Linked DNA regions of Mustela erminea: region 2 is linked to region 1. A link is a contact called in public Hi-C data. All regions are on one chromosome and are shown on one strand. The core of a region is the stretch at or near the end of the contact, and the rest is flanking DNA. Distances in the headings are between cores, read along the strand shown. Region 1 holds the start of HSD17B6 (17-beta-hydroxysteroid dehydrogenase type 6). Region 2 holds the start of ZBTB39 (zinc finger and BTB domain-containing protein 39).

Evidence for each region. A called contact is a pair of places that touch in the nucleus more often than the background predicts.
Region 2: a contact with region 1 is called in a Hi-C map of spleen, with 4 times the contacts expected there. The contact joins the promoter of ZBTB39 here to the promoter of HSD17B6 in region 1. A contact is called at or near these places in 2 of 3 Hi-C or Micro-C datasets (fibroblasts and spleen).

The regions. Positions count from the first base shown.
Region 1 is chr6:93,152,910-93,155,609 of mMusErm1.Pri, forward strand. It overlaps HSD17B6 (17-beta-hydroxysteroid dehydrogenase type 6), which reads left to right and starts at 1,265. Exons shown (of 5, transcript XM_032348703.1): 1 at 1,265-1,391. PRIM1 (DNA primase small subunit) reads right to left here and starts at 1,239. Exons shown (of 12, transcript XR_004286987.1): 1 at 1,037-1,239; 2 at 221-378.
Region 2 is chr6:93,307,832-93,310,531 of mMusErm1.Pri, forward strand. It overlaps ZBTB39 (zinc finger and BTB domain-containing protein 39), which reads right to left and starts at 1,441. Exons shown (of 2, transcript XM_032348711.1): 1 at 1,313-1,441.

The DNA of each region.
Region 1 (2,700 bases), core at 15-2,514:
GTCCTAGTAAGAATACAACCAATTCACTTCCAAATGATTTCCAATCAGTAATGTGGAGTATGAAAGAACAACAAAATATTACAATCTACTTGCAAAAAAGTTAAAGTGGGACTCAACTAGAATCAATTATAAAAATTTAACCTCAAAACAATGAGAACACCAATCCATTCTTGGTTTAAAAAACAAAACTACAAAATACATTAAAAAACCGATTTCTTACTCTGTGGGAATATACCGCGCCTATATCAATCTTGTATGGATTCATTTTCTGCATCTCCTTTTCCAGCTCACTCTGGTTGTTGAAGGATTGGTAGCGAATGTAAATATCATCTTTCAATGTGAATGAAAATTCACGGTGTTGAAAGTAATTCTTTATTACTGCAAAATAAATATACCATTTTAAAGTTAATTTGACACTCGATTCGGCTCAGGGCATTAAAACATTAACCAATGATAAGATATTTTTAATGAGCCCTCTGTGCTCAACGCTGTGCTACATGTTTAAAAAACAAAACAAAACACAAAACTAGTTCCTACTCTGAAGGTGCATACCATCCTGCCTCTGATAGGAAAAAGTAAAAATGAGGAAAAAGATGCAGACATATTCTAAAGATGTAATGTCAGCTGTCTCTCCTCGGCGAGCACTACTAAGTTCAGCTGCGAAGAGCTCAGTACCTCTCATCTTCCGGGAGATGCCCCGCTGTCCCCGATACAGAACACGCCTCTGCCCCTTCCGGGTACGACCCAGTAATGTCCTGGGCTCAGGCGCGCGGCAGGTAAATGAGCTGAATGGGGAGTCCCACCACGTGATGGTAGGAGCAGCGGCTCTTTCTTCCTCTGTGTGCCTGCTTACCGTAACCTCTCTCGGCCCCTTTACATCTCTGAGCTGGGGGGAAGGCTCGAGATAATACGAAAAGGCGCTGGCACAATGCCTGGCGCACAGGAGGTACTTCATATTGTCGTTCCGAGGAACGCTCCCAGTACCTCCTCACCCTCCCCACCGAACCACTACCCACTCCGCTCCCGGCTTTATCACCTCCGCCATAGTTGAGCCAACGGTAGTACTGGGCGTAGGGAAAAAGCCTCCGGTAATAAAGCTTAAGCAGTTCGGGCAGCTCGGCAGGGTCAAACGTCTCCATGGAAGGCTCGACTCACTGTCGTAGAACCGCAAAAATTGGCGGGAATCACACAGCAGGATCCCCGGACATTGCGCAGGCGCGCTGTGGCCGCAACCGGACGTCTCGACGGGCCGCTGGGAATTGTAGTTCCCACTTAGGGGTTGGCTTGGGCGCCGCTTGGTCTCGGCCTATCAGCGTTCTCACTAAGACCTCTGCTCTCGTGGGTAGAAGAAAGCCGCTGCTGTTTCAGGAAGGAAGGTGTCATACAGAGAGGTGAGCTCTTGAGCGTGTTGACTTAGGTTAAGATGACGTAAAAAATGATGTTCCCCCTTAACTTTATGAATGTTTTGGAAACGCATTTAAACAATGTAAGCCATTAAAAAAAAGATTTTATTTCAGAGAGATTGAGAGCGCGAGCACCAGCAGGCAGAGCTGCAGGCAGAGGGAAAGGGAGAGGGAGAAGCAGGTTCCCCGCTGGGCAAAGAGCCTGATGCTGTGCTCTATCCTAGGACGCTGGGATCATGACCCAAGCCCGAGGCACTTAAAAGAGTGAGCCACCCAAGCGCCAGTGTCTTTTTAAGAGGGTCTGAAAATTAATTCTTCATAGAATTACTAGGTCCACTATGTGGAAATAAACGAAGACCAACCAAATAAGGTCAAAGGCTTTTTATTCAGAGCTTGCTATATAGCAAGGGGGTCAGCTGCAGACACTTGGGTTCTAGCAGAGAGTCAAACGCAGGCAGAGGAATCGGTAAGCTTTATATACTGGGTGAACAGGAGGTTTCAGGTGTACCTAGATTCAAAGGCTGTTTACATGGGAAAGCTGTAGCTGGGCTAACTGGCATAGGGGCATTCTGTGTGATTGGTTAGGAGCGCTAATTTGGCTTTCTCTGATTGGTCCTAAATTGGAAGTAACCACAAAATCTAAGGAAGCTGATATTTATTAATCAAGTCCTGGCCATTTGGGGTTATGGTCTGGCTTCCTGAAATATCACTAGAGACAATGGTCTGACTTTTGCAAGTCTGACCTATAAGCAGGCTGACTTCCTGAGCTGTTTATTATGGATAAGGGGTTTGGCTTCTAAAGGTTGTAGGTTGGAGTTCTGTTTTGTTTTTGTTTGTAAGTAAACTCTACACCCAACATTGGGCTGAACTCACAACCCTGAGTTGCATGCCCTGTGAGCTGAGCCTGCCAGCAGCCCTCAGAGTTCTGTTTTTATATATGGTCTGGCCACGGTTTGTATATTCAGTCTCTCAAATAGAACACCCAGGAATGCTAAAATCTGAATTATAGAAATCTTGCAGAAGTACGGAGAGATTTACGAGTATAAAAGGAGGCTGTTTGCTGCTAATGTGCAGATCTGCCCATCACTCTAACCTGGTAAAGATAAACCTCATTGCAAATGTGGACTGGGGTGGACAGTCTATAATCACAAAGATATCATGTCATTCGAAAACCATCATTTTCATGAATTTTATGTTTGCAGTAACAGTAAGAGAGCAGGGAGAGAACAGAGTCTCTAGGAAGTTATTATTAGCTTAATCTCAAAAATGGTCAGGGTCTCTCAGCTCCTCTGGGCAA
Region 2 (2,700 bases), core at 191-2,690, 160 kb after region 1:
CATGTTCCCAAACACAGAACGGTCACAACAAAACCCGAAAGTATTGAAAAAAATCTGATAGCGCCATCTGTGAGAGTCAGTAAGAGAGGGGGTAGGCCTGGTGGGACAGAAGCTAATACCTTAGGGTCAAGTCAGAGGCAACCTCTTGGACACAATCCCTCACTTCATTATTAGATGGAGGGCTCAAATGGATCTCCTAACTTCTTCCCCAATACACGCTTTCCTATCTCGTTCAGTGCTTTCATTTCTCTTACAACACCAAACGCCAAACGCCGTAAAAGTACTTGAACATAATTACCAAAGTTCCATTAGCTGCTGAGGGCAAGAGAAGGTTGCTCTTTTATTTTCTTATCAGTGCTCTGTCCTTCCAGTCCCTAAATAGACCTCTTACTCATTCATGAGTTCTGATCTCTCCCTCCCTAGACCACCTACCTGCCTAGTCTCTTGTCTTACCATAACCAGAGCCATCCAGATATTGTTGTCTCCTCCTCTGCATGCTTAAGATTAAGCTAAAACACTCAAGACCCAAAGAAATAAAGCAAAATAGAATACACTGTAGCATTTACTATTACTTATATATGCCTTTTTTTTTTCAACCACCCTTTTTGGGATCTATGCATATGCTGATCAGAACGAAAAGACTTGATGCCCTAAGAGGGCATCTAATTATACTAGCAAGACTCCTAAAAGCTTGCTGGATCCCACTCCCCCCACCCCCTTCAAGTCCTGCATGCGTGAGGAAGCCAAGCTAGCTGCATTCTCCTTCAATTTCAGCACTCGCCCCGCGCAACACAGCCCCTTTCTCCACCTCACCACCTCTACAAACTCCCAACTTTTTCTGGAATCCAAGAAGCTTCTGCGCTTTGTTGGGATACAGGGAAGCGTCTCCCGGGCCCTGGCGGCCACACATCAGGTCGGGGCACTGGCAAGCCTGAGTGGAGGGTGGGAAGGGGGGCACACTGGGAACTTCCGAGAAGGCACCCCAACAATCCCGTGGTGCCGCAGTCTCCCCTCTGGAGGGTCAAACCCAGCAAGAACGGGGTTGGATCGGGCCAGGGTGCTCCATCCGGGGGCCACGGAGCACCTCGGTCGCGCCCCAAGCGGCAGGGGATCCCCCCGGGGCGGCTCCGGGGGCGCCGGGCCGGACGGGAACGAAAGGATGGGCGGCGGGACCGGCCGGGGTCGGCGCGCGGCCGGGTATGATGGGTCCGGCGACGGGAGCGGGCAGGAGGGAGCCCCGCGAGAGCGAGAGAAAGGCCGGGACGGGGGTCTGGCCTCCACCCGGGTCAGCCCTCGGCCCGGCCGCGCTTACCCGGCTCCGCGGGGCCCGAGCACCATCGCCACCGCCGCCTCACACAAAGGCCCCGGCCCGCCGTGCCCGGCCCGACAAGGAGGCGGCGCCGCCGGCCGCGGCCAGACTCTCCATCCGCCGCGCCACTCGCCGCGCCGGCCCGGGCCGCCCCCGCCGCCCGGCCCGCAGCGCCCCCCGCCGTCCCGGAGGAGGCAGCGCCCCCCGCCGCTTGGCCGCAGCGCCCCCAGCCGCCCGGGAGGAGGCAGCGCCCCCCAACGGCGGGGCCGGGAGCCGGATGGGCTGGACCAGAGCCCAGGGGAGACTCCGCTCTCCTCCAGCGCCCCTGGGGACCCCTGCCCAGGCCCCACCTCCCACTGTTATACCCCAGTTTTCGCGTCGGAGAGACCACCAAGGAGCCACCACTGAGCTTAGTTAAGGCAGGGGTATTTATGAGTTCCTGTTACTAAAGCAGGGTGGGGGTCTCTGGAACCAAAGCAGGGTGGGGGTTCTTGTTACTAAAGCAGGGTGGGGGGGGTCCTTAGAACTAAAGTAAAGTAGGGGAAAGTTCAGCCCTTGGGCACAGGGGTCTGAGATGGCTGCCGGAACTAGGATGGCTGTACTTATGCTAAGGCATGCTAAGACTAAACCTGAGGTGGGATGGCCTTAATTTTTCTCGGCCTTCATACCACTCCCACGCGGCCCGGGGACTGCCCGCCCCCAGCCACAGCGGCCACAGCGCAGCAGCTGCAGGGACGTTCCCAACCCCCACAGACCCGGTTTTTCTGAATTGCCCTCATCAACCGGGTGGAGGGCCATCCCCTCCTCACCCTGGGGCATGGCATCCCGACTCTAAACTGTCATCCTCTACCCTGTCCTACATCTCATCGTCCCGGAAGCTTCTCCAAACGTTGCAGAAAAAGGTAAAAATGAAGTCAGGTTGTTTGTGAACTTCTGAGCACGGTAGGCTGAGAGCTTCCTGAAGACAGGGCTCTGTGGTTCTTGATTCAACTCCTGGCATGGCTCACCACACACTACCTGGTCCTGTGACAGGTGCTTAATGAAAAAAAAAAAAAAAAAAAAAAAAAAGCCTGCTTGACTGAATGAACAAATGAATAAACAAGTACTTGAGGTCTGCGCCTCCCCTACACTCCGTGTCTGAAAAATCGCTGCTGACCCTCCACCCACCTGGGTGGCCAGAGGGAGGAATTCACAGGCTCCCACTGCACCTTGAGAGCCCATCCTGTTTCCTACAGCCTGTCATCCCTGAAGGGGAGCAGAATTTACCACCCCCAAAATCCTTTGGCATAAGGATTATTTTAGGTTGACTTTTTTTTTTTTTAAAGGATTTTATTTATTTATTTGAGAGAAAGAGTATAAGAGTGGGGTGAGGGGCAGAGGGAGAAGCAGAC